Linked DNA regions of Mus musculus: all the other regions are linked to region 2. A link is a contact called in public Hi-C and HiChIP or PLAC-seq data. All regions are on one chromosome and are shown on one strand. Each heading gives the region's core, a stretch centred on a gene start, on an enhancer-like site or on the middle of the called end of the contact. The rest is flanking DNA. Distances are from core to core; before and after follow the strand shown. Region 1 overlaps Pdgfc (platelet-derived growth factor, C polypeptide). Region 2 holds the start of Pdgfc (platelet-derived growth factor, C polypeptide). Region 3 overlaps Glrb (glycine receptor, beta subunit). Region 4 has its middle 210 kb from the start of Pdgfc. Region 5 has its middle 230 kb from the start of Pdgfc. Region 6 overlaps Pdgfc (platelet-derived growth factor, C polypeptide).

The links. A called contact is a pair of places that touch in the nucleus more often than the background predicts. HiChIP or PLAC-seq counts read pairs in DNA pulled down with a chosen protein or histone mark.
Region 1: a contact with region 2 is called in a Hi-C map of uterus, with 2.5 times the contacts expected there. The contact joins the enhancer-like site here to the promoter of Pdgfc in region 2. A contact is called at or near these places in 11 of 39 promoter capture datasets (the 3T3-L1 cell line, 3T3-L1-derived adipocytes, the HPC-7 cell line and 6 more), 24 of 484 Hi-C or Micro-C datasets (the AML12 cell line, the N1E-115 cell line, adipose-derived mesenchymal stem cells and 12 more), 11 of 115 datasets of contacts at active chromatin or transcription factors (bone marrow-derived macrophages, craniofacial prominence, embryonic limb bud and 3 more) and 3 of 9 other capture datasets (adipose tissue, embryonic stem cells and liver).
Region 3: a contact with region 2 is called in an H3K4me3 HiChIP or PLAC-seq map of embryonic limb bud, with 3 times the contacts expected there. The contact joins the enhancer-like site here to the promoter of Pdgfc in region 2. A contact is called at or near these places in 5 of 39 promoter capture datasets (the 3T3-L1 cell line, frontonasal cranial neural crest, liver and 1 more), 3 of 484 Hi-C or Micro-C datasets (cerebral cortex, embryonic fibroblasts and nephron progenitors), 1 of 115 datasets of contacts at active chromatin or transcription factors (embryonic limb bud) and 1 of 9 other capture datasets (adipose tissue).
Region 4: a FOXA1 HiChIP or PLAC-seq map of pancreatic cancer cells shows a contact between it and region 2. The contact joins the enhancer-like site here to the promoter of Pdgfc in region 2. A contact is called at or near these places in 9 of 39 promoter capture datasets (the 3T3-L1 cell line, 3T3-L1-derived adipocytes, cranial neural crest and 4 more), 3 of 484 Hi-C or Micro-C datasets (liver, nephron progenitors and pancreatic cancer cells) and 10 of 115 datasets of contacts at active chromatin or transcription factors (bone marrow-derived macrophages, craniofacial prominence, embryonic limb bud and 5 more).
Region 5: a contact with region 2 is called in an H3K4me3 HiChIP or PLAC-seq map of bone marrow-derived macrophages, with 7 times the contacts expected there. The contact joins the enhancer-like site here to the promoter of Pdgfc in region 2. A contact is called at or near these places in 5 of 39 promoter capture datasets (the 3T3-L1 cell line, 3T3-L1-derived adipocytes, hippocampal neurons and 2 more), 2 of 484 Hi-C or Micro-C datasets (bone marrow-derived macrophages and nephron progenitors), 6 of 115 datasets of contacts at active chromatin or transcription factors (bone marrow-derived macrophages, embryonic stem cells, forebrain and 1 more) and 1 of 9 other capture datasets (embryonic stem cells).
Region 6: a Hi-C map of pancreatic cancer cells shows a contact between it and region 2, with 4 times the contacts expected there. The contact joins the enhancer-like site here to the promoter of Pdgfc in region 2. A contact is called at or near these places in 11 of 39 promoter capture datasets (the 3T3-L1 cell line, 3T3-L1-derived adipocytes, the HPC-7 cell line and 6 more), 16 of 484 Hi-C or Micro-C datasets (adipose-derived mesenchymal stem cells, cerebellar granule neurons, cerebral cortex and 10 more), 7 of 115 datasets of contacts at active chromatin or transcription factors (bone marrow-derived macrophages, embryonic limb bud, embryonic stem cells and 1 more) and 3 of 9 other capture datasets (adipose tissue, embryonic stem cells and liver).

The regions. Positions count from the first base shown.
Region 1 is chr3:81,213,749-81,217,835 of GRCm38.p6, forward strand. It overlaps Pdgfc (platelet-derived growth factor, C polypeptide), which reads left to right. Exons shown (of 6, transcript NM_019971.3): 6 at 1-292. Among named protein-coding and RNA genes, the nearest start is that of Pdgfc, 180 kb to the left of the region's middle. Within about 2 kb of position 1,848, at least 19 of the 459 cell types and tissues checked have an H3K27ac peak or open chromatin away from gene starts, as enhancers often do. A contact at or near this core is called in cortical glia, embryonic fibroblasts, muscle stem cells and 1 more, where this site is marked.
Region 2 is chr3:81,034,925-81,038,853 of GRCm38.p6, forward strand. It overlaps Pdgfc (platelet-derived growth factor, C polypeptide), which reads left to right and starts at 1,492. Exons shown (of 6, transcript NM_019971.3): 1 at 1,492-2,630. The coding sequence starts at 2,513.
Region 3 is chr3:80,876,686-80,881,137 of GRCm38.p6, forward strand. Glrb (glycine receptor, beta subunit) reads right to left here. Exons shown (of 10, transcript NM_010298.6): 3 at 2,941-3,047; 4 at 1,324-1,391. Among named protein-coding and RNA genes, the nearest start is that of Glrb, 35 kb to the right of the region's middle. Within about 2 kb of position 2,091, at least 28 of the 459 cell types and tissues checked have an H3K27ac peak or open chromatin away from gene starts, as enhancers often do. A contact at or near this core is called in embryonic limb bud and second pharyngeal arch cranial neural crest, where this site is marked.
Region 4 is chr3:81,241,137-81,245,420 of GRCm38.p6, forward strand. No RefSeq gene overlaps it. Among named protein-coding and RNA genes, the nearest start is that of Pdgfc, 210 kb to the left of the region's middle. Within about 2 kb of position 2,380, at least 20 of the 459 cell types and tissues checked have an H3K27ac peak or open chromatin away from gene starts, as enhancers often do. A contact at or near this core is called in craniofacial prominence, embryonic limb bud, kidney and 2 more, where this site is marked.
Region 5 is chr3:81,261,364-81,265,707 of GRCm38.p6, forward strand. No RefSeq gene overlaps it. Among named protein-coding and RNA genes, the nearest start is that of Pdgfc, 230 kb to the left of the region's middle. Within about 2 kb of position 1,653, at least 4 of the 459 cell types and tissues checked have an H3K27ac peak or open chromatin away from gene starts, as enhancers often do. A contact at or near this core is called in bone marrow-derived macrophages, where this site is marked.
Region 6 is chr3:81,195,544-81,200,005 of GRCm38.p6, forward strand. All of the region lies in intron 3 of Pdgfc (platelet-derived growth factor, C polypeptide), which reads left to right. Among named protein-coding and RNA genes, the nearest start is that of Pdgfc, 160 kb to the left of the region's middle. Within about 2 kb of position 1,603, at least 12 of the 459 cell types and tissues checked have an H3K27ac peak or open chromatin away from gene starts, as enhancers often do. A contact at or near this core is called in pancreatic cancer cells, where this site is marked.

The sequences.
Region 1 (4,087 bases), core at 598-3,097, 180 kb after region 2:
GTTCTGGGCTATGCTGCGCTGTATGGACATATCCTATTTATTTCAATACTAGGGTTTTATTACCTTTAAACTCTGCTCCATACACTTGTATTAATACATGGATATTTTTATGTACAGAAGTATATCATTTAAGGAGTTCACTTATTATACTCTTTGGCAATTGCAAAGAAAATCAACATAATACATTGCTTGTAAATGCTTAATCTGTGCCCAAGTTTTGTGGTGACTATTTGAATTAAAATGTATTGAATCATCAAATAAAATAATCTGGCTATTTTGGGGACAAGTGTAAGTGTTCGTCTAAGTGTATGTGGTGTGTGTGGGGGGGGGTGAGGCGGTTGTGGGTATCCATGAGTGTGAACATGTCTGCCTCTTTGGTTCCAAGGAAAGGAAGATAATAAAGTACTCAGTTACCATCTTTTGCATTGTAGAAAAACATCTGCCAGTTCACCCTCCCCTGTCTTCTTCTTTCTAATTTCTTGTTGCAATGAAGTTCTTCCCCCCCCCAGTGGTATTAATAGTAAATTCTGATTAAGTAAACTGTATAGGATCTAAAAGTAAAAGATGCATTGTAAAATGTGTGGTGATATAGTATATGATTAGATTAAGTGAGGGGCAGATTCCATAAGTTCCTATTCCTGTCTCCATTTTCTATGGCAACATCTGCAGTATGTAGTAGCTAGTCTATGGATTACCAGGGTATTTCAAAATATAGTCCTTCCATTCTAGGCACAGATCTCTTGGGGTCTGGTTTCTTCAGCACTTGGCTGTAGGCTTGGCGAAACATCACATGTCCAGAGACAGTCTCTCCAGACTGAGCTTGCAAAGAGTACCCATTGACTGTGACCCTGCTGCTGGCAGCCCTGCCCTACCTCCCACCATGTGAGAAACAAGTACACAAATAAACATGTTCTCTGTCTCATTTCTTTAACCTTTTGCCCTTTTGTCCCAGCGCTATAGAGACCCAGAAATAACTTCACCAAGCATCATGGGAAGTGCAGAATATCGGCAGTTTCCAGGTCTTACTGGCAAAGTAAGAACTGTGAGAGATTACACGGAATTACCTACCAGATGTGTTTACCTTGGTATTTCTAACCATTTCCCTTGTCAGTTTTAAAATATTTATTGTTCTCTTTGGTGGTCAAACGTGATCATAAAAGTATCACTCTGTTCCCTACTGCCAGTGAGTGAGGGTAAGTATGAAGCCTGATTGTCTATGATCAATTACACTCATGATGCTTCCTGTGTTTACCAAAGCCAACAGAAGCTAATGCGTTTACAGCACACGTGACCTCATTTTCTCTTAAGTCTTGGAGGTGTTGACTATATTGACCACCAATTATTTTGTATGTTATATCAGTGGTTCCGACTTCTGTCTCTGTGGCAAAGGCCCATTTTGCATAGTGATGCTTATTAAACTGAAGAATAGCACTTAGTTATATGAAGCAGTATTCATGATTATATTTTTTATTTCTGATTCTCATTGTTCCTTTCTCCTTCTCATCAAATACTCCTTATAGACAATTTGGACGTGTGCGAAAGACAAAACAGGTAGTCTTGCCCTCAGAAAATTAAACTGTATCGATAGATTCTTTTCCCCCCAGTGGTTCGCTTTCTTCTCACATCCGATGTTGAAGCTGAGTGAATTTTCTGAAGCTAAGTCCTTTATAATGAACCATCTCACTTCAGAGAGGCCCGGGCTTTGTTTTCATTTCCTGCTTCCTATGTTATTAGCAGACATCACTGAGTGCCTTTTCCTCCCTCACATTTGTGACTACCACACCCCCCAGTTTCTGTAACTGTCTCCTTTCTGGCCCTGCCTCAGAGCTCTCTCCATTCCAGTAAAACAGTCTCTGTTTCCCCAGCCTAATGAGCCTTTGGCCTCACTGCTGTTTGATCTGTCCTCCACACCACTAAGAGCATGGCCCTTCAGCAAAGCTAATGGTGATGGGTAGAGTTTCCCCAGTAGAACTCTACAGAATTCTGTTTTAATCCTCGTATGGCACACCAAATCCCTCCTAAGCTCACTGTTTACCACTTTCCGTTCATTTTACACCATCAAATCTGGCACAGCTGTAGAGAATATTTGTGGGTTTTGAAAAATACCAGCATTCCTTCACATGTATGCTAATGTGTGCTACATTCTCTTAGAAGAACAGCTCCTACACAGACCCTTCTTACTAGCTTCCTGCCAAGTGTCCATTCAAATGCCATTAGTCCCTCAAGCTTGGCTTCATTCTCTCCACTTACACAGGCGTACAGAAATAGTTCAACTATAAATATTGTGGTACTGAGTTACAATGACCTCGTTTTGGTTTCTCATTAGACTCCTACATTAATGGGACTCTAAGCAGGAATCATATTGTTTATTCTTTCACCAATGCCTAATGAGGCATTGAATCAAAGTGGGAGTCAGTTAACAATTTGCATCAGTAAATAGGTGAGATGAGGATGCAGGAGGATAAATGATGTTGAGTGGAACATCTCTGGGACAAGCCCTGGGGCTGTTGAATTCTCTGACCTTCAGCTGAGAGATGAAGGACACAGGAGAAAGATGCTGCTGCTTCTCAGCTCCCCACAGGCCAGACTACTATTTTGTCAGTGAAGCAAGGTTATAAAATTTCCTTTTCTCTCTGTCTGGGAGATTGCTAACTGTGTAAAGTTGTTTGCTGTCCAACCTGACTACCTACCTGAGTTCAAGTTCCAGGATCCAGAAGGGGAAAGAAGTGAACCAACTCCTCCAAGTTGTTCTCTGAGTAGCATATGGGCAGCATCCCTCCCTCCCTCCCTCCCTCCCTCCCTCCCTCCCTCCCTCCCTCCCTCCCTCCCTCCCTTCTCAAATACACTGGTATTCCCCTAGAAGCTCATGCTAAGCTCCGTTCCTGCATCTACCTTGGTCACACTCTGTGCAGTTACTAAATCATTAACTCATCTTTTTAAGGATTGCCTCAGCAGGCATTTGAATCTACACAGGATCCAATTTATTATATAACTCCTCAGTCATTACAGGAAAGAATGTCCAGTATAAATCTTTAAGAAACTGAAAGATGAAGCATATCTCTTTCATCAGAATTTTCTTTTAAGGTCAATAAGTTTATCATTTTAAAAGTTATAGATCTAAGTCTAAGTCCAACTGGCTTGTTTAGAGGAACTATTAAGATACTCTAAATAATCAGAAAAGAGTATGAAGAAACCAAACTGATAGATAAACCTTGAGCATAGGAGTATAAAATGGGCAGATTCAGCTTTAGGGTTTTAGAGCTTACTGCAAAGTCACAGAAATGCTGTGACACAGTTAACAATGTCAGACCCATGGATCAATGTGATAGGCCTGAGAATCCAAAACTAAACCTTAGAACTTGTATTCAGTTGATTTTTGACAGGAGTGACAATCCAGTTTGGTAGTGAGGGTAGGCTATCTAATAAAGGATTCTGGTTCAAGCGAATGTTCACATTCAGAGCAATGTGGATCCTGTACGCACTAAACTCAAAAACCCAAAGGATGAGGCAGTCTTTTATAGCAAAGATGAGACAAACTCAAAGTATAAAAGAAACTATGGCCTGCAATTGGTTCTCAGGTGCAATTGCAAAAGAGAGGAAAAACAGAGAAAGGTTAAACAAGACCATGAAAATTAAAAAACTTTGTGTTTTGATTGATATAAAATGAAATGATTAGTACAGTGAAATAAAGTATGTGTAATTTATATGCTAGACTAGGGTCTTCTATCAGAATGCATAAAGAACTCATACAGCTTAATGATAATGACAACTCATTTGAAAATGAGAAAAGGTCTTGAATAAACCACTTCACATAATAACCTAATGATAACTAACAAACATGAGAAGACCACCAGTGATTAAGAAAATGGACATGAAATTCATAATAAGATGTTCCACACTTCCTGAGATGTCTAAAATTGAAAAAGACACATTCTATAAAGGTCTAAATATATTGGAACCCTGTTACAAAATGTCCTGAGCTTCGGAGCTTAAATATGACTCAACAATTCATTTCTTAATAGATATGCAACAGCCCAATGCCTGAAAAAAGGGTACATAGCACATTTTTGAGAATACCTCAAAAGTA
Region 2 (3,929 bases), core at 242-2,741:
CTCCAACTGTGTGGAGATGCAAAAAAAGCACATTTACAAAACCTTGATCAGAAAACTAAGTAAATGACAAAAACTGGACCTTAATGGATTGGATTGCAAACAGATCTACCGAGAAAGCATGCCTTTTGGTGTCTCATTTTGATTAAAATTGGGAACTCTCCTTTGCATATTCAGGAATGTACAGAACACTTTTGGAATACACGTATGTCACAATGGAATGGCACTGAAGATGATGCACTGCTAACTTGAATAAAGTAACAAGGCTTGTACCATTAACATCCATACACTTAAAGTCTAAGCAAGAGACTTTCTATCCAACACTGTAAAGGTGGAAATCCCACAGATAAGAATGAATGAATGGAACAGGTTTGTAAGGATTTCACAGGAGAACAGCATCTTTCTTTATTTGGTCCCGGGGACTTCCTGGATGCCAAGCAGGAGTTATAATGAACAACCTGTCAAGTACTCATTTGAAGGAAGAGAGAAGAGGACAGAGACCTGGCTAGAACAGGGTTGTTTGGTAGGCCCCAGTGGTGTCCAAGAACAAAGGAAAAGATTAACATTTTATCGTTTGGACTGGTCCCATCTTTTATTTCTGTCTCCAGGTCATGCCCGGTTTCAGGATTATGTTTACCTTGGTTCTATGGTTGGATTGCATGCCCTGACTGATTCAACTAAGTACTTGGTGATACATCTGTCTGACTGCACACCAAGGCATTTGCTTGCTCTAATGTTATTTTTATTTTCCTTATTTTCATTTTCTTTTTTTATTACCCCTCCATCCAAAGATGCATCTTTTGTTTAGATTTCAAACCCTACTGTGCCTTCAACGCTTTCACGAGGATTTTCTGATAAGGAAAGCATATTGGAATCCTATCAGAGACACATGTATTGCACATGGAACCACCCTAGGCCCTACTAACATGTTTTTCTCATTCTAGATAACCCCATAGGAACTTTAGTCTCAGCACGAAGCACTTCGTGCATAAAGGCAACCAGTTCAAACATTAGGGGCTCCAGGACAGCCTATGTGTAAATTGCCACACTATGTCCCCAGACACTCTAGGAGCTAGATTTCATTATCATGCAGCACCCAGCTGCAAAGGACAGGGACTCTTTCTTCTGCTCAGTGGTACCCTCCAACCCCAGTTCCTCTCCAAACAGGGTTCATGTGGATACAGTGGTGCATGGCTTCAATTCATGTTACAACTCTGACTTTATCTTTACTTTTGATTTATTCATTCTCCTTCAGACAGAGCCATTCTGGAAGCATCTTGAGTTCAACTTCCCTCCTTCAGTGCAGAACTCTGGCCACGAGTCCTGACAAAGCGCTTTGGGAGTGGGGATCCCCTTAGGAATGAAAGACAAGTTACAGCCAGGGAGAGCCAGAAGAGAAGGAGTGGCTGTCCTCTCCTACTTTTTTTTCCCTCTCTCTTTCTCTGAGTTTGCAGCACCCTTGAACAGCCCGCAGACTCCTTATTTGGGGTTAGGGGCGCCCAGGGGAAAGGAAGCTGGGGGCCGCCTGGCGGCATTCCTCGCCGCAGTGTGGGCTCCGTCTGCCGCGGGGCCCGCAGTGCCCCCTGTCTGCGCCAGCACCTGTTGGCCCGCCAGCTGGCCGCCCGCGCCCCCCGCGCCCCCCGCGCCCGCCCGGCCGCCAGCCCCGCGCCCCGCGCGCCGCCCGCTGGGGGAAAGTGGAGACGGGGAGGGGACAAGAGCGATCCTCCAGGCCAGCCAGGCCTTCCCTTAGCCGCCCGTGCTTAGCCGCCACCTCTCCTCAGCCCTGCGTCCTGCCCTGCCTTAGGGCAGGCATCCGAGCGCTCGCGACTCCGAGCCGCCCAAGCTCTCCCGGCTTCCCGCAGCACTTCGCCGGTACCCGAGGGAACTTCGGTGGCCACCGACTGCAGCAAGGAGGAGGCTCCGCGGTGGATCCGGGCCAGTCCCGAGTCGTCCCCGCGGCCTCTCTGCCCGCCCGGGACCCGCGCGGCACTCGCAGGGCACGGTCCCCTCCCCCCAGGTGGGGGTGGGGCGCCGCCTGCCGCCCCGATCAGCAGCTTTGTCATTGATCCCAAGGTGCTCGCCTCGCTGCCGACCTGGCTTCCAGTCTGGCTTGGCGGGACCCCGAGTCCTCGCCTGTGTCCTGTCCCCCAAACTGACAGGTGCTCCCTGCGAGTCGCCACGACTCATCGCCGCTCCCCCGCGTCCCCACCCCTTCTTTCCTCCCTCGCCTACCCCCACCCCCCGCACTTCGGCACAGCTCAGGATTTGTTTAAACCTTGGGAAACTGGTTCAGGTCCAGGTTTTGCTTTGATCCTTTTCAAAAACTGGAGACACAGAAGAGGGCTCTAGGAAAAACTTTTGGATGGGATTATGTGGAAACTACCCTGCGATTCTCTGCTGCCAGAGCCGGCCAGGCGCTTCCACCGCAGCGCAGCCTTTCCCCGGCTGGGCTGAGCCTTGGAGTCGTCGCTTCCCCAGTGCCCGCCGCGAGTGAGCCCTCGCCCCAGTCAGCCAAATGCTCCTCCTCGGCCTCCTCCTGCTGACATCTGCCCTGGCCGGCCAAAGAACGGGGACTCGGGCTGAGTCCAACCTGAGCAGCAAGTTGCAGCTCTCCAGCGACAAGGAACAGAACGGTGAGTATCGCCCCCTCCTCCCCCTTCCCGCGTCTCGCTGTGCGTTCGGGTTGGCATTGTGCGGTGGCATGTGGGGTCCTCCAGTCGTGGAGCTGATGGTCGGGTCTCTGGCGCTGCAGATGGGAGTTTCCTGAGTCCGCGTGCACTTTCTGGGGTGGGGGCAGATTTCGGCAGTTTGCAACTTCCGAAGCTCACTGAGTAGAGGGAGCGGGAAGTGCCCCGCAACCTCAGAGTGGAGAGGACGCATGGGCTATGGAAAGGATTGGAAAAGTCAACTGTGACCACATTGCTAGGTGGCATATGGCCAGAGTTACAAGTAAAAGAACTGCCTTTAAGAAGAAATCCCAAAATGAATGAGTCGTGGCAAGTTTGACTTTAAGCAGGTATGGGGGGGGGTGTTAAGAATGGAGAATTCAGGAAAGGTATTAAATTCCTTAATCGAAACACTGTATTATGGGAAGGCAGGCACCAATAAAGAATTAGGTGAGAAATACAGAGGTCAAGAGGCCACTTGGACATTTTCAAAGGAATTGGTTATGGTTTTTCTCTTGAACTTTTTTTTTTTTTTTAAAACGTGCCTTTGTGCCCCGAAACCCTCACCTTTTGGTGGTGTATTTTTTTGTATGTTCATGAATGACTATTTTGTGTGTGTTGGAAGCGATCTAATCCTGCATAGGAAATGAGAATTACTTTCAGCTTTCAAGTGTACCTGAAATGTTTAGAAAACTTTCAGATGCGAGTTCCCCTGGGCTGGGATTGCACAGAGCTGGAGAAAAGCCTCTTTCATAAGTCCAGGGAAGCTTCGGGGGTGTAATTTGCTTAGCCTCTGAACCCCATATGATTCACAGCATTCAATTTCTAAACTCCTTTGCTCTTGATCTACCACTATAAAGCCATTTTTTGAGACTCTTTTGTAAATAGAAATTTTATACCACACATGAAACCACAATGCTAATGTAGGCATCCTAAAACTGGAATATTAAATACCCTGTTTACAATACAAGGGGAGGTTCTCGCTGCTATTTAAGAGGGAAATATACATGTTTTTCCTACTTTGTTATCTATTTACAATGCAATTTCACTAGCCAGGTAAGATGACTGCCAGAGACAGTTGGGAAATGAGGATGGAGTGATATATATATACATATATACATATATATGTATATATATATATATATTGCTTCAAGGCTTCACATCTGGATTTCAACTCTATAAAGGACACATCTTAAAACAAAGTCCAAAAATACATATGTTCTCTTCATCATTCCTATGCATTGCTGGGCCAGGGTAATAGCATGG
Region 3 (4,452 bases), core at 841-3,340, 160 kb before region 2:
GTTGTTTGTATTATTAAAAAATATAATAGCTCTGAAGCTAAAAACAAAGGAAAAACTACTTTAGATGACCCTTTCTGTATTCCAAGAGACTCTGTATTCTGAGATATTCTGGAAGATTATAATACTCTAGAAGTTCCACTGGCATTATAACCAAACCCTCTAGCATCACTGAAAAAAAAGTATCTCAAAAACTAAAGTAAAAATATAAAACAAAGGAAATTTTTTCTCTCACTGAAGTATTACTTCAGTATTTGGCTTATTAACAAGGGAAGACAGCACCTACTCCTCTAAAACCATGAACACACAGCAGACTTTGTTAAAGCACTTTTTAAGAAGCCAGTGAGGGTGTCAGTTACATTACTCATTGTTCAGACAATCTGAAGAAAACACATTTCTGTTTTCTTCAAGATCATGGGCACTGCTCCCTCTTCATCTTCTCTGTGCCCATTACTCTACCAGGAATTTCAGGTCTGCTTTATGAAATAAATTCTCCCCTGTGGCCATTCCAGTTCTCTCAGAATGAGCTGAAGAGAGAGAACAAAGACTCTTCCCAGAAACTTAAGACATCATCTGAAAATTTATACATCGAAAAACTAAAAGGAGAAAATGTTAGAATTCTAAGTTTCAGCTACTTCATATAGACTGGTGAATGGCTCCACAGGGGTCCTTTTTGAATGGCTTCTTGAGGGCTAGGGGATGGCTCTCTATAAAGTGTTCACCATGAAAGCAAAGATGTGACTTCAGGTCCTTAAACGACCCCACAAAAAAGCCAGACACAGTGGTCCATATCTATAATCCCAGGGCTGGGAAGGCAGAGGTGGAAGCATCCCAGGGCTCTCTGCTCAGCCAGTCTAGCTTGCTCTCTGTCTTTCTCTCTGTCTCTGTCTCTCTGTGTCTTTCTACGACTCTCTGTCTCTGTCTCTGTCTCTGTCTCTGTCTCTGTCTCTCTCTCTCTCTCTCTCTCTCTCTCTCTCTCTCTCTCTCTCACACACACACACACATACACACACATGGGGCGAGGGTGGAGAGAGAGAGAGAGAGTGAATTAGCTTAAAAACCTAAGTCCTTCTCCCAGATGGAATACAAACAGTTTTTCAGGGTGAATTCATATTTCCTCAGCCTAAATGTTCCAAGGCTGAATTGAATTGTAAAATTACACAGGTGTTGAAAGCTCTGGTTTAACACAACTTGGGAATTTGTAGTTTTCCATGCTAGATTGAATGTATTTCTCTCCACCGTCACTCCTTGGTTTTCAGTCTTGATGGTTTACACTGTCCTCTGACTTAAAGTTTGGAAATCATAAGTATGAAATTATTATCTTACCATTGTTGTCTCTTGAATGGATCCAAAACTATTAATAAAAATGTTGACTACTACATCAACAGGAATGCCTATGAAAAAAATTAAGGATAGGTTTAGAGGCTGCAAAACCCTTGATCAGAATTGTTATAATAGGATTTTAATATTTAACCTTTGTATTTTTAAAATGTACATTTAGATGCAAAAATCTTTGTTCTTAATATAACATGCTCACAATTGCTGTTGATTTCATTATCCAAGCAGAAATCTTATTAGAAATAAATCCTAACTTCAGTTATATTCAGTGGTGTACATTACTCAGAAATATTTCTGTTTTAAGTTGTATAAACTCTGGAATATATGTTTTAATTGCCAACTGCATAATTTAATGGGTCTACTTACTAAAGAGCTTCATAAAACTCACTTTTAAAATAGTTTTATTTTTTGCCATTTCTAATCATTTCAAATCTTTAAATGAATTGCTATAGCAGTATTCAATAGCTTTTACTGATAATTACTATATTTCCATTTTATGTCATGAAAGCACAAAGCTAATCAGACTTATAATAGAGCCTTTATAAAGATTTCTGTCTGACCTGTTGGAAAATAACTTGAAAGTTCATGGAGTGAGAACTGAGGTATAGTGTTGCAATTTTCTTTCTTTTCTGACTCATTGTGCCTATCAAAGGGAACATGTGAATTTCGCCTTTAGCCTCCTAAGCACTGCTGATGAGAAACAGGTGTGAACCAACGCATGCTAGGCATGTGACAACCCAGACTGTGACTGCTGCGGCTGTGGAGAGGGACTGAATAGGCTCTGGTAATGAACACAATCCCTGTTTTTACAACATCGCTGTAGAACTCTAGTTGACTAGAAGCAGCTGCAAGACCTTTTTTTTTTCTCTCTCTCTCTCTCCTCTGCAAAGGCAGAAAAAAATTCGAGCCTTATAATTCTAATCTTCTGTACATTAAAGTCTGTCCCTTCCAAACAGTAACGATCACCGCCTTCCAGAGAACAACAATGCAATCTGGTCATAAAGGGTTTTTATTTTAACCATGGCTTTATTTTTCCTTAAAACTTGTGACAAGTGGGAATATTTTGCTGATGTAATAACTTTTATTCTGGAACTTTTTTATTTATAAAGTTAACATGTTTTTAAAACAAGTTGGCTGCCTTTCTTCAGCAAAATAACATAGGTTATTTTTTATAAATATGAAATACTAATAACAGAGAGAATTTATATACATTCGAATTGGTCATTTTCCCTGAGTAAATGGTTGGTCTACAAATTATTAACTGTTATGTCTATTATTGAATACCACATCAATGTTCAGAGCCTAAACTTTAAATCACTAAGATTAGGGACACAGAGTTCTTAGAAAATCGATCTCAGAGACCAGCCTATTAATTCACAGAATATACTTTTTCACTATTTTCAACTGGTAACTATATAACACTATTAGAATTAATATTTTTCTTAATAACAAAAAATGTATTTTAAACATTAAATAGCTCTTTCCCTAAGCACATTTCAGGACAGTTAAGTGTTAACTTGAAATCCTATCCTTTTGCACATTAGAAACAGTATTATATAGGTATGAAGACTGGAGGGAATTTGTGGGAACAGAGGGACAACGAACCTTTGAAGTTTGGTCTGATCCTGGGATCATAACTGACCAGCAGCCTGTTCAAGATATTGCTGGTGGAGTTGGGGGGCACACGGGCCAGGTCCTCGGGTGACTGCTGACTAAAGGAGAAGAAAAAAAAAAAACAATAAGAAGACAGTAAGTTTTAGGAAATAGCAATCAACAGAAAGCAGTCATTTTTTTCAGGAGAACTGGCTTGGCTCCCTTAAGACAAATACCCAACTCCACCAAGACTTTTCCTAGTAGAAGTAAATAAACAGTTGCAAACACTGTCAGAGGCAGGGTGATCTGTTTACAAATAAAAACAAGTGTATCCTAGCAAGTTAACTTTGCTAACTGCATAAAACAGTATTGTTAAAAACACTGTCCAAGTTTCCTATGATTTAGTAAAACTAGGCAGACCTTTCATGTGTCCTCAAGCAAGACAATCTACAGTCAAATGTGCACAAGTCAGTGAGATAGCAAAGAACAGGTTGGTTTGTTTGTTTGTTTGGTTGGTTGGTGGTTTTGTTTGGTTTGATGAACAATGGATATAATTTACTTGAAGAAGCAGAGTAGAATGTAAGTGTTGTGAGATAACATGTCCAGAGAGACAGTTAAGGATCCATAAGATAATCAGACTATTTATAAAATGTTATTCTTAAGAAACAATGACATTTTCACTTCAAATTAAAAAATGGCTACCCATGGTAGATATGGCTTAAACATAGTCTTGCTACTAACAGATCAATGACACAAACAAATCACCAACAAAAGTACTACTACATATTTTCTGTATATATTTGTCATAAGCTCTTTATTTAGAAGAGAGCAGGCTACCATGTTTTTCTCTTTTGCTGTTGGCTAATTACTATATATGCCACCTTGCTATTACTTCTGAATAGTGAGACATGACTAAATTGACAGCTTAACAGCACATTTTATAAATGTTATGTTGTTTCTGTTTGTTTTGTTGTACCACCCTTGATGTTTTATCAGACAATCATTTCAAACCAATAACAAACAGAAAACACACATATGACCAAAACCTCCATAATGACTCCAAGAAAGATTAAAAGGAGACAACATCTGGTATCATCTAATATGTACTAATGTGGTGATAAATGACATTAATTTCTGTGAAGCAAACTTTAATGGAATTGGCTTGACTTTTGATCACAACTAAATTACGTCCTAGTCGTCTCCGCTCTAATACAAGGAGGCCACTAGAGGAGAAACTTAAGACAGCACAAGTTTATGGAAGAGCTAGCCCAGCTATGAATTGCTACAAGGAATCTTTTCAGATAGAAATCATTCTGAGTGCAACATATTAAACAACAGATGAAAACCAATTAATTAAATTTCCCAAAGCACAGGAGATTGCATAGATTCTTTTAAAATTGCTTCTCATGGCCTTTATCAACTGCAATATCACACCTCTAGGGATCTTGGCACGGGTAATGAGATTTTCTATTTCGCTGCTGGTAAAATTGTAATCTCCCTAGAGCCAGTTGTCATCACTTCTCA
Region 4 (4,284 bases), core at 1,130-3,629, 210 kb after region 2:
GCACTGAGTCCAAATATCCTCCACACCCCACATTTAAGGAAAGTATTATGAGCAAAAGCTTTACCACAAGTCTTTGAGATGGTATTTTATTTCATATTTTGATAAAATAAGGAATTGTGTAAGCCAAAGGGGTTATCAAATTGCAGGCCTCCTAGTAAGGCCAAGGACAAATTTGCAACCTACTAATTGGATAAAAAATCTTCACTAACCCCTCATCTGATTGAGGGCTAATATCCCAAATATATAAAGCACTGAAGAAGTTAATCACCAAAAAACCAAACAACCCAATAAAAGAAAATGGGCACTAGAACTAAACAGAATTCACAACTGAAGAAATCTCGAATGGCTGAGAAACACCTAAAGAAATGCTCAGAGTCCTTAGTGATCAGAGAAAAATGGAAATTAAAATGACCCTGAGATTCCACCTTACACCAATCAGAATAGCTAAGATCAAAACCTCAGGTGACAACACATGTTGGAAAGGATGTGGGGAAAGAGGAATACTCCTCCATTGCTGGTGAGATTGCACGATGGGTCTTCTTCTATTCCATTCAAATTCCTTCTCTTTCAGTATGCTTCTCAGGCTAAGAAAAACCACTAAAGAAGCAGAAACCTATACCGAATATACGGCAGCTTCATTTTGAGCAGATATGATATGATTAATAACTTCTGTTAGTTTCACTGTGTCCCTAACGATGACACCATTGCATACACTAGCAAGCGTTTGTTGCAAGGACCGTGATATAGCTGTCCCTTGTGAGACTAGGCCGGGGCCTAGCAAACACAGAAGTGGATGCTCACAGTCAACTATTGGATGGATCACACGGCCCCCAATGGAGGAGCTAGAGAAAGTATCCAAGGAGCTAAAGAGATCTGCAACTTTGTAGGTGCAACATTATGAACTAACCAGTATCCCGGAGCTCGTGTCTCTAGCTGCATATGTATCAAAAGATGGCCTAGTCGGCCATCACTGGAAAGAGAGGCCAATTGGACAGCCAAACTTTATATGCCCCAGTACAGGGGAATGCCAGGGCCAAAAAATGGGAATGGGTGGGTAGGGGAGTGGGGGGAAGGATGTGGGGGACTTTTGGGATAGCATTGGAAATGTAATTGAGGAAAATATGTAATAAAATTTTTTTTAAAGATATGATTAATATTCAGTTAATTTCAGGGGGAGGGGTGAAATCAGAGCCCTAGACAGGAAGCAGGTTATGAAATGTCTTCAATAAAATCTAAGCACTTTACATTTTTTCCCCTATGTGTGGTTAAAAGGAAGAGAAGGATTCAATTTCCACCAAGGACAATTAAAGTGCTGATCCTGCTGGCTTGTTCTGGTCCAAGTTCTGACACTAGAGCTTTACTTGGGTACCAAAAAAACAAAACAAAACAAAACAAAACAAAACAAAAAACATATTTATTCTAAATATTTTAGTAATGTAAATAATGATGGTAAGGTCAGACTGACATTTCATTACTCCTGGGGCACACTCCTCTACATTTGTTGAAACCTTTCATTTCCAAACATTGAAGATTGGCTGGCTGGCTGGCTTTCTGGGGTATTCCTAAGATAAGAATACTTTATTCTGAACTAAATATGGCATGTCTGTTTTCATAAAAGGAAACTCAACTTATGCCTCAATTCAGCTCCTCTCTTCTTAACTAGAACACCAAGGGCCATTTCTCCATATACAAGGGTCATTTGTAGTACTTTCTTAGCACAAAAGAAGCCAGCTCATTTCTCTGTCCCTGGCCTCACTAGCCCCAGACTTCTGTTTGTTCTACTTCAGTAAGTTCCAGAGCCCAGGGCAGCAACTGGAAAATGAATCTCATGCATTTGATTTTTTTGTACTGGAAGTTTAGTCTCCTACCACTTTTGGAAGAACCCTTGCCTGGGCCTCAGTTTTCACTTCTTCCAGACACTTATCCCAGGGCTGGGAGTGTCTGAAGTGTGAGTCTGCTCCTAGCTCTCCCTCGAGATCTTGCTACAACCACACAGGATCAAGTCTAAACTCGTTAATGTTCAAACTGAGCCACAATCTGCTCACATTCCTCCTCCACCGAGGTCACAGAAAGGAACTCTCATTCATTCAGGAGTCAATTTTCCCATTTAAAAAAAAATCTGAATGAAGGATGAAAGGTTAACACCACCCTGCGGTCACCTGCCTTTTGATGCCATGCAGAAGGAAATATTGTTTATTTAAGCTTGGTGCATACTGGGTTGGACAAAGGAGTCCCTTCAGACATACCCGGTTTCAGATTGAAGGAGCATTTGGTCTCTGACCACTGAAAAAGTCAATGAAGCAGACGAAGAAGCAGCTGCCTGAATAGGTGATGGCTGAGCTATGCCAGGGACATACTGTGATAGACAACCGGGATCCTCAAATGGTCTAGGAAAACAAAGCAAGCTGGCAGCCATTCAGTCACCAGAGTCTTAGGAGGAACTAACTCCCTTAGAGACACCGCAAGAAGAAAGAAGAGTGAGTGAATGTTTTTACAAGTTGAAAAACTGAATTAGCTGGTTTACAATCTGGGTCTTAGCAGTCCAGAAGGGAACCCCTGCCACTCCCTGCTTTTCATTATCCACTTTCCCTGGTACCCAGAGACTCCACTACCTCCCTTGCATCAAACCACCTGTTTGTTATTAACTACCCTCCGTGCTCTTTTTCAATTAATTTCTTTGTTATGAAACTAGACTTCTGTCTTGCCAGTTAAAATTTGAAGAGTTGATTGGCCTGTTTCTGTGTTTTCTGTCGACAGCAGTAGCCAGAGGTAACTTTGAAACGGTAGAAGCCAGATGTTCCGCTCCAATTTCAGAGGGCTGTAGATCAGATTCTGTCCCGGACCTACACTTTAAATACACATTCATTAATAAGCATCCACAAAGAGGATATAAAGCCAACACCCTAGGTTCAATCTCCATTATCACTTTGAAAGAAAAATTCATTCCAGACAAATGCAGAATATACCAGTTTTAGTTTTCTTTTCCATCAAGAGTTGCATTGGACACCCCCCCCCCAAAAGTCCATCAAACCAGAGAATTAAAGAGTCATACCTGTACTCTGGAGTATTTACATCCCCAGAGAGCCAAGGGTAGAAAGTATTTAGCTAGTCCATGTAATTCTATGAGAGAACTCATTTCACATGTATGCTGATGAACTACCAATGTCCCCGTTATAAGCCCTTTGTGAAATTCACTTCTCTACTTAGAAAAGCGTGGAAACAAACACCCTGAAATGGGATTCAAATAAATCCCTCAAACAGTGCTTGCTGTCTGACTGCCCCAGGACTTCGGGCTCTTGCTTACTTTGTTTATTTATTTCCCCCGTACACCCACCGACTGTACCACATTCCATACCTCCTCCCTGCTCCCTGTCTCCATGTGGGTGTCCCCACCTCCCAACCCCATCACACCTGACCTTTAAATTCTCTGGGGCCTCCAGTCTCTTGAGGGTTAGATTCATCTTCTCTGACTGATCCCAACAGTCCTCTACTGTATGTGTGTTGGGGGCCTCATATTAGCTGGTGTATGTTGCCTGTTTGGTGGTCCAGTGTTCGAGAGGTCTTGGGGGTCCAGATTAATTGAGACTCCTTGTCCTCCTACAGGGTCACCATCCTCCTCAACTTCTTTCAGCTTTTCCCTAATTCAACTACAGAGGTCAGTAGTATGACCGACTTTAACAACATTCAGGTCAGAGATGATATAGGAAAAGCATGTTCTTGGGAAGCCACTCCCCTAGTTAGAAATGTGGGACAACTTGCTCAGGAGATGACCCATGAACTCTGCCAGTAAGAATTCCTGGCATGAGAAAGGCCAAGTAGTCCCACAATGCTTACAAGATTAATGAGCTTTGATGCTTGTCTTCTTCGGCTGTCAATTAAAGATTCAGGCATGGAGAAACCATGTATGCTGAACATCCAGTATTGTGTTGTAGTTGGCTCAATGCAGGTTTTGAGAATCTCATGGTAGGTTTTCAGGAATTTTACAAGATTATCATTAATGGCGTCATTGAAAACTGTCAAATAGCATAAATAGAATTAAACACATTATCAAAAACAGAGACCAGAACAGATTCAATCTTCATCATTCCTAAACAATTTACCTCATTACCATGATGTGCCCAGCTACTGTCCTCTACATATAAGAGTACACCACTTCCCTGTTTGTTCACACTGGTGTCAGGTGACTTGGTGGCTTGAAATCAGACATGGTAGTGGAATTTACACCATGAAAATTATAGCCCAAGAAAAATTTGAGTCTAATTTAAAATCTTAACTGTATTTAGA
Region 5 (4,344 bases), core at 403-2,902, 230 kb after region 2:
GTGAAAAATTGGCAGTTAGTTTATCTGCTTCATTGGATAGAACAGTGTTCAGGTTCTCAGGGAATGCTTATTGGAGTTGGAGGGTGGGATAAATCAGTAAGTTGAGCAGCAGGCAGTTTAAAGGAGAAGCTCTGTGTGTTTCTCTGAAGATGGGGGCTTCAGGAAGGGAGGCTGCCACAGATGGTCTGCTACTGAGCTAGAATAAGTAATAGTGGACGACTGGATTTGGTGGAATGGAGGGAGATGTAAAGTTCTCTCGTTAGCCTACCTGCTTCTCTTCCTGGACAGGGACAAATATTTCGTTATGAAATTCACTTAATTTATTTTTTACTGTTAGTGCTTTTTTATTGTCAGGTAAATTCAATCTAAAAATAAGCAAATGAGGCACGGACACATCCATTGGTTGTTTAGTGAACAAGATTTCGCCCTGAAAATACACAAAAAAGTAGCACTATGTGGGTTAAACAGGCTTATATTTAAGAATATATACTTACATACAAATACATACACATATGCAATAAAAGTTAATGAGACAAAAAGGCCATAAATTTGAAGGAGAGCTCTGAAGGGTATATGGCAGAGCTTGGAGGGTTGTTGGGGAATAGACTAGTAGTGCAATTACGTTACACCTCAAAATTTACAGTAAAATAAACTGAGAAAATTAGAGTCTAAAAATTATTTAACAAAGACTCCTTTAAGGATTTTTCTTCCCATATTTACATACTAATGGGATAAATTTAAAGGAACTCTGTAGTAAATGTCACTTACCCAATTGCTTTCTGGTTGACTTCAGAGTTACATTCTACACTAATACCTTAACCCTTTGTACAACTTTGACATATATTCTACTGTGAAACTGAGACCTTGTACTCAAAATTGGGGAAATATTGGGTATAATATTTCCTACCTGTAATAAACTAAAAGTAGCTGCCAGCGTAAAAAAGGATGGCCTAGGCAACTTTTTAAGCTTATAATTTCCACAGTTTCATAATAGCATAGCTCATGTGAAAAGGGGAGGGAGTTAAGTTTACTCTATCCCCAGCCTATGGGACTTGGAAATATCATTGCTCTTTGTATGTGTACATCCATTCTGGGAGTATTTCTGCTCTTGCCACAAAATCTCATTTCTTATCCTAATGCAGATTCCTTCTGTCAGGTTTTGCTGCCTTTCCAGCACATCTGAGAACTTGGGCCATGCTAGAAGGAAATGATTCTCTATAAAATTCTGTAGTACGTCTAGCAATGGAAAACACGTATGCCTTTCAAACAGTGGAAATGGGAAGGCAATGTGGTAATATGCTCTGCTACTGAGAGATATTTTCCCCCAACTGGATTTACTCTGCTTTAAATAAGAAATTTCAATGTAATGGCATTTTCTTGGATAAAAGTTAGAGAAAAAGCCTCACAATACTTAAAATTGAACTCCGTAGATCAGCTTTCAACCTGAAGTACATCCTCCATAGTTTCATGTGCTTGAACACTTGGTTCCCAGTAATGAGCGCTGATTTAGGAAGTTGTAGTAGAACCTTCAGAAGGTAGGACCTAGTGGAGTTGCTTTCTGGCTTATAGAAGTACCCTATTTTCTGTCCTTGTTGCTTCCTTACAGCTGAGGTGATTGTGAAAGATGTGACTCACCATAAACAGACTATCTATTATCCACCCTCCTCATGTGATGCCTTGAGGCTTCCTCTAAACCAGTGCTTTTCAACCTTCCTAGGGCTACTACCCTTTAACACAATTTGTCATGTTGTGGTGACCCATCCATAAATGTAGTTCATTCTTATCCCATAACTTCAATTTTGCTACTGCTATAAATTATAATATAAATATCTGTGTTTTCTGATGAATTTAGGCAACCTACACCTGAGTAAGTGTTGTTAGACCCCCTAAGGGTCACTGCCCACAGGTTGAGACCCATTCTTCTAGACCTTAAATTTCTCCTCCCTCAAATTGATTCTTTTAGGTGTTTTCACACAGCAATGGGGATGCTAACTAATCTTGTATATATCTTCGAATTTAGTGTTTCTCAAAGGAAAAGCAAATAAAAATGTGAAAACACACAAAGTTTCTTCCTTTAAGTCTTTAAATCAGCATAGAATATAATGAGTTCATTATGGCATAAACACAGACAGTGATTCAATTCTTTTCATATACTACTCCATCTATTCCCTGTCCAGTTTATTGCCTTAAGATCTCCCTTCTGTGTTCGACTAACAGATTCTATTACTTTCTTTTTTCTGTCCGCAATTCTCTCTTAAGATCTTTCCCTTTCTTCTCATTTTCACTTTTTCTATGACCTGTGTTGACTCTACATTCACATGTCTATGCACATATATAAATACTAAAATAGAGTACCAATATATGACAATTGTAGGGATATTTGCCTTCCTGGATATTTCACTTAACAGAATGATTCCTAGCTATATTCATATTCTGCAAAGTCAAGATTTCATTCTCCTTTAAACCAAAATAAAATTCAATTGTCCATATGTATCATATTTTCCTCTTTCATGCACCTGTTGATGGATATATAGGCTAGATCAATTTCCTAAAATCACTGCATGCCTGGGCTCATTGATGTACAATGAGCCCAGGCATGCAATTTTAATAGGAGTAAGAGTCCTTTCGGGGTATACTTAGGATTAATACAACTGAGTTATAGGCTAGTTTTATTTAGACATTTGAGAAAATCTCCATACTGATTTCCACAAAGGCTGTATATGTTTTTATTACCTTCAGAAGTGAATAAATGTTCCTCTTTCTCACATTCTAAATCAACTTTGGTACTCAATTTTCTTTGGTTAGTCATTCAGACTTTGGGGATACAATCCTAATTTATTTTAAATTTGTTTTCTCCCTATTGCAAAGGATGCTGAACATTTTTTTCAAATACTTACTAGCCACCATTGTATTTCTTCTTTTTAGAATCAACTGTTCAATTCATGCCATTAGCTTTTTTGTTGATTGCAGTTTGTTTCTCTAGTGTCAATTTTTTAATATATTTTAATTTTCTATTCATTTTTATCAGATATTTTCTTTATTTACATTTCAAATGTTATCCCTTTTCCTGGTTTCCCCTCAGAAAGGTCCCCCATCCCTTTCCCCTCCCCCTGATCACCAACTGACCCACTCCTGCTGCCTGGCCCTGACATTCTCCTACACTGGGGCATAGAGTCTTCACAGGACTAAGGGCCTCTCTTCACATTGATGAGCAACTAAGCCATTCTCTGCTACATATTCAGCTGGAGCCATGAGTCCCACCATGTGTACTCTTTGGTTGGTGGTTGAGTCCCTGGGAGCTCTGGGGGTACGGGTTAGTTCATATTGTTGTTCCTCCTATGGGGCTGCAAACCCTTTCAGCTCCTTGGGTCCAACCTCCAGCTCCTTCATTGGGAAGCCTGTGCTCAGTACAATGGATGGCTGTGAGCATGCACTTCTGAATTTGTCAGGCACTGGCAGAGCCTCTCAGGAGATAGCCATTCATTTTTTAAACCATCATTTCTGCTGACTGAGAGTTGTTTTTGCTATGAGGAAGTGTTTTTATGTAACCCATATGTGTATTTTTGAGTAATTTGTTCTGCTATTGAATTCCTTTAATGAAAATTCTTGCCTGTATATCTGGTGGTTTTCTCTCTACTTTTTCCTCTAGTAATTTCAGTTTCTAGTTTTACATTAATTCTTTCTTCCACTTTGAATTTATTTTGTATAAGATGGGAGATACAGATCAAAAATCATTCTTTTTTATGTGAGCATAAAGTTTCCATGTATCATTTGTTGAAGACATTGTCTTTGTACCAATGTATGTTTTAGATACTTTATATGAAATATAGTTGGCTATAGCTCTGTTGAGTTATTTGTAGTCCTTATATTACATTAGTTTGGTGCCTTTTCCCCAGTGTGGTACCACCTCAATTATTGTGGTTCTGCAATATAATTTGAAGTCAGACAGCATGAGCCAGCACTACCCTCTGCCTTTAGTACTGACTTGGCTATTCAGTATAACTTCCAAATGTGTTTTAGGTCTTTCTGTAGAAGCTCCTCACTTAAGGTCTGTATTTCTATTACTACTGCTCAACTGTGCATTATCAAGGCTTAAGGAGTTTATTTGAATTTGCTTATGGAGAGGGCTTCTCTTATATCTCTTCTACATGTTCTGGGACCTCAGGTGGAAAGACTGAAAATTTGAATATCTGCTACCTGGAAATACAGGAAAACTCATGATGTGCTGATATAAAATGACTTAAAATCTTTCCTTCTCAAGTTGCTTTTGACCCCAGTGTCATATCACAACAAAAGAACCCTTAACTAAGATAGGAATTTGTACCAGTTTTGTGAGGTATTACT
Region 6 (4,462 bases), core at 353-2,852, 160 kb after region 2:
CCTATCAAATATCATGTGCTAGGATTCCTCTACATACTGCACAGGGCTGCTACATGATATGTCGAGTGAGGGATAGAGGGATATGTGTGAGCACTTCTCTTCTAGAGCTCTGTGGTAAGGTAGATACCATTTCAATCTTTGTAAGGGGGTATTAGGTTTTTTTCAACTGTTCTTACCTCCTATTCTTTTCTCATTTCATGAGCACTACAAATAGCGATTTCATGAGTATTGCCTGTGATAAAGTCAAGGTCACATTACCTTGTTATGTCTCCATCAGACTTCTAGACCAAAGAGAACAGTGGGCTTCAGCCAGCACTTAAGAACAGTGACTTCCATGTTGAAGCCTGCAATGGGTAATTCATTTTAGGAATAACTGGACAGTATATGTGATATACTGTATAGTTTTCAAAATACTTTGAAAATAATTTAAGTGGGCCAACAGTACAAAGTATAACTAATAAATATTTAGACTGTAATAAAAGCATCTCTTGACATGTTGTTCTTAAGTGTTTTCAACTGCGAAAACTATTCCAGGCTTTGGTGGTGGCAGTTTTGTTGTTGTTGTTGTTGATGATGATGATGAGGGTGATGATGATGTTGTTGTTGTTGTTTCTGGGTTTTTGGGTGTGTGTATGTGTGAATTTCTCAGATCTTCGTAGGAAAAAACCAAACCACACCAAACAAACCTTGACTTAGGTTAGCACAAATGTCATTGAGAAAGTGCTTTGGGGCCTAATTTACTTAGTCATTCTGGGGAATTCCAGTGATCAATATAGATCACATATACTGTACAGTTATTCCTAAAATGAATTACCCATTGCAGGCTTCAACATGGAAGTCACTGTTCTTAAGTGCTGGCTGAAGCCCACTGTTCACTTTGGTCTAGAAGTCTGATGGAGACATAACAAGGTAAATTCAATTGTAATGCTCTTTTTATAAGACCCTAGAATCTCTAGAGTCTTGATAGGAGCACAACTGGCTATCTTCCCTAGGATTTTATTTTACTTAAATAGCTAATCTCCATCACCCACACAGTATTTAACATCTGTTCTTCAGTCGGAGTGCAAGCAATGGCTTTTCTTTGCTGGCTTAAAAATAATTTAAAAACAAAACCCAGATAACTTTTTGGATGAATTTAGATAAGAGCAAGTGGAAAGTAAAAAGAAGCATGCTGAAATGGATTGTTCCAGGGCATTCTTGTGTCTTTACAGAACTGCGTGTCAGTTGTTCCTGGCACACAGTTTTGTCTGCATGCCCCGTCTGCAGTTAAAGCTCTTAAAATCAAAGCTATGTGCAATATATCAGCTTGACATTATATAAATGAGGCTGGACACACCTCTAAGAAGGCTGTTGCTCAAAGCTTCGTTTTTAAAATCCTTTTCTTTCTGAGAAGAGGTTTTTCAATATTGCCTGGGTTGGCCTTGAACTTCTGGGGTCAACCACCTAAGTAGCTGGAAGTGTGCACACATACTTGACTTTAGCTGTTTATTTTTAACAACAATATAGTATGCATTATTAACTAACTGTGTTAGGCATGAACGAAGTGGAATCTGTATCAGTCTAGATTATACTGCATGCAGTTGACAGAGAACAGCGTATCATAAACTGCAACTGGCACTATACTTTTGCAGTTGCTAGGCTACTTACTCAACACAAACATTTGTGTGTGTGTGTGTGTGTGTGTGTGTGTGTGTGTGTATGTTTGTCCAAAAAAGCCTCACTGTCAATGATGTGTTTTCAAAATAGCTCATGCAGACCCTAATGAAATGACAAGCTGGTTGTTTATAAAGCAGTAACTATTTACTGTGAACTTACAAGCAGGTCTTATTTTATGGAGGCTGCTTCCTCTTAAAAAAAAAAAAAGGAAAGATGATAATGAGTTCAGAAAACGCTTAACATAGCCACAATAAACACATCCTACTGAGGCATCACTCTCAGGTTTCTCACTGGAGAAGTCTGTAAGGAAACATGCTCTTGCTGCCAGTTTTGCTGTCTGGCTCCAGTGACCCCAATGCACTTCATCTGACTAGTACTTGGGCCTCAAGGGCAGCCAGATAATACATTTTCAATAATGAAAATGGAAATCGATTTGTTTCGCAGATACTCTTTTATACCAAGTTCATTTTTGTGGTCTTCACCTACAAAAGTCTGTGTGATACTTGTCTGACGACTTGCTTTACAGAAACAACTGTCAGGTTCGCTCTCTCTGGATGAGCGAAGATGGTAGAATATCAAGCTTAGGAAATGTGAGTCGCAAGGGCCACACCTTTTACCCTTTGGCATACAGTGCTCTGTAGGTTTGTGGTAAATGTTTGTTAAATGATTCATAGATGTAGGATAGTAAAACTGGTAATGTCACTGTCCTAAAGGGTGGCATTGAAAACTATGCTATAGATCACTGAAGTGACCTGTTTTTTTCTTTGTAGACATTCCAGAGTATGGCCATCTACTGACAAACAATGAGTTCCTATCTTTATGCAGATAAAGAAATAGAAAGCAGTGAAATCGAGTCCAATGGGCTTTCTTTAAATTTAACAACCCAGTCATTAGCATTTTAAAATGCTAAAAATATTGATTTGCTTATCTATCTTTTTATCTATTTATTCATTCGTTTGTTTGTTTGTTTGTTTGTTTGGGGGCTGTACATACAGAAACACACATGCAGAGGTCAAGCATAATTCACGGAGTTGTTTTACTCCTTCCAGTGCGTGAGATCTGAAGTTCAAACTCATGTCATCAGGCTGGCCTTCAGGTGCCTTTATCATCCACAGAGCCATTTGGCAATTATCTCACCCATGCTTAAATACTTTCAAATATCGAACATATTGTTTGAATCTTTCCTTGCTGAATATAGCAGAAAATGTCTGAAAGTTTGGCCTGAACAATGGATTTTAGCAATAGGAAAATAGAAATTGGAGGAATTAGTGGGTGTTCTTTCCTCTAACTTCTGTTTTCCATTCTCTGCCTCTTCTGAAAATCCCCAGAAGCATCACAGGAGAAGCAGAACTCTGAACAGGCAGGCCTTCCTTACCCGGGGACTGTTCACGGAACCCATGGAAAGAGAATATTGTTAATTTTCCATGCTTTACTATTGGTGGGGAATCTTCTGGGGTGGGGCAGGGGCTTTGTTCCTACTCAGTTTGACTTTAACTGTGTGCAAGGCGTTTTTGCAGATGTCTCAGTCAGTCTACACAAGTACATGACAAGAATCTTCACTTCCAACTTCTGTCATTTTGGGGAGGCTTTGAAATGGAGGCTTCATGGAACTCAAAGTGCCTATGCACTGCTGTAGTTTTTATATTAATATGATGAACTGTTCTGTAAAAATAACTCCTACTGTAGCTTCCCCACTGAGATTCTAACAGAACTGCAAGTAGAAAGTAGCTTCTTTGCTAAGATTCCAACAGACCTGGAAGCAGCAAAGAGCACAGGCCAAGTGGCACTGTACATACCTTAAATAACTGCTCATGCTACATCTTCCATCTGATACTTTTAATACATACATTTTGCCTGTCTTTTAAAAAAATATGTAATATTTTTGTGAACAGATTACAAAACTTTGAATTTTCATAATCATGAGATTTGTGCATTAATCTCTAGAAAGTCTCTTAATGTGTATCATATCCATATATATATATATATATATATATATATATATATATTGGCTTAGATCTTTAAATGTTCAAATATTTTTCATTTAACTTTCATATTAGATATCTAAGGAACCTACGTTAAAGTAAAACAAACCTTTTTTCTAGGTCATTGATTATACCCATCACATAGTTCCTGGTCGTCATGTACATTCTACCAAAGAAATTTTGTGTTACATCAACAATTAGAAAATAGAGTATATGAAAACATAAGAAAAAGAGTGAATTTCTTTTTTTCCAATTTTTATTAAGTATTTTCTTCATTTACATTTCAAATGCTATCCCAAAAGTCCCTATACCCCCCACTCCCCTACCCACCCACTCCTACTTCTTGGCCCTGGCGGTCCCCTGTACTGGGACATGTACAGTTTGCAAGACCAAGGGGCCTCTCTTCCCGATGATGGCTGACTAGGCCATCTTCTGCTACATATGCAGCTAGAGACACAAGCTCTGGTACTGGTACTGGTTGGTTCATATTGTTCCACCTGTAGGGCTGCAGACCCCTTAAGCTTCTTGGGTAATTTCTTTAGCTCCTCCATTGGGGGCCCTGTGATCCACCCAATAGCTGACTGTGAGCATCCACTTCTGTGTTTGCTAGGCCCTGGCAGAGTCTCACAAGAGACAGCTATATCAGGGTCCTTTCAGCAAAATCTTGCTGGCATATGCACTAGTGTCTATGTTTGATGGCTGATTATGGGATGGACCCCTGGGTAGGGCAGTCTCTGGATGGTCCATCCTTTCTTCTCAGCTCCAAATATTGTGAAGAGTGAATTTCTACTCTCAAAAGTTTAGCAATGTGTGGGGTCTACCTA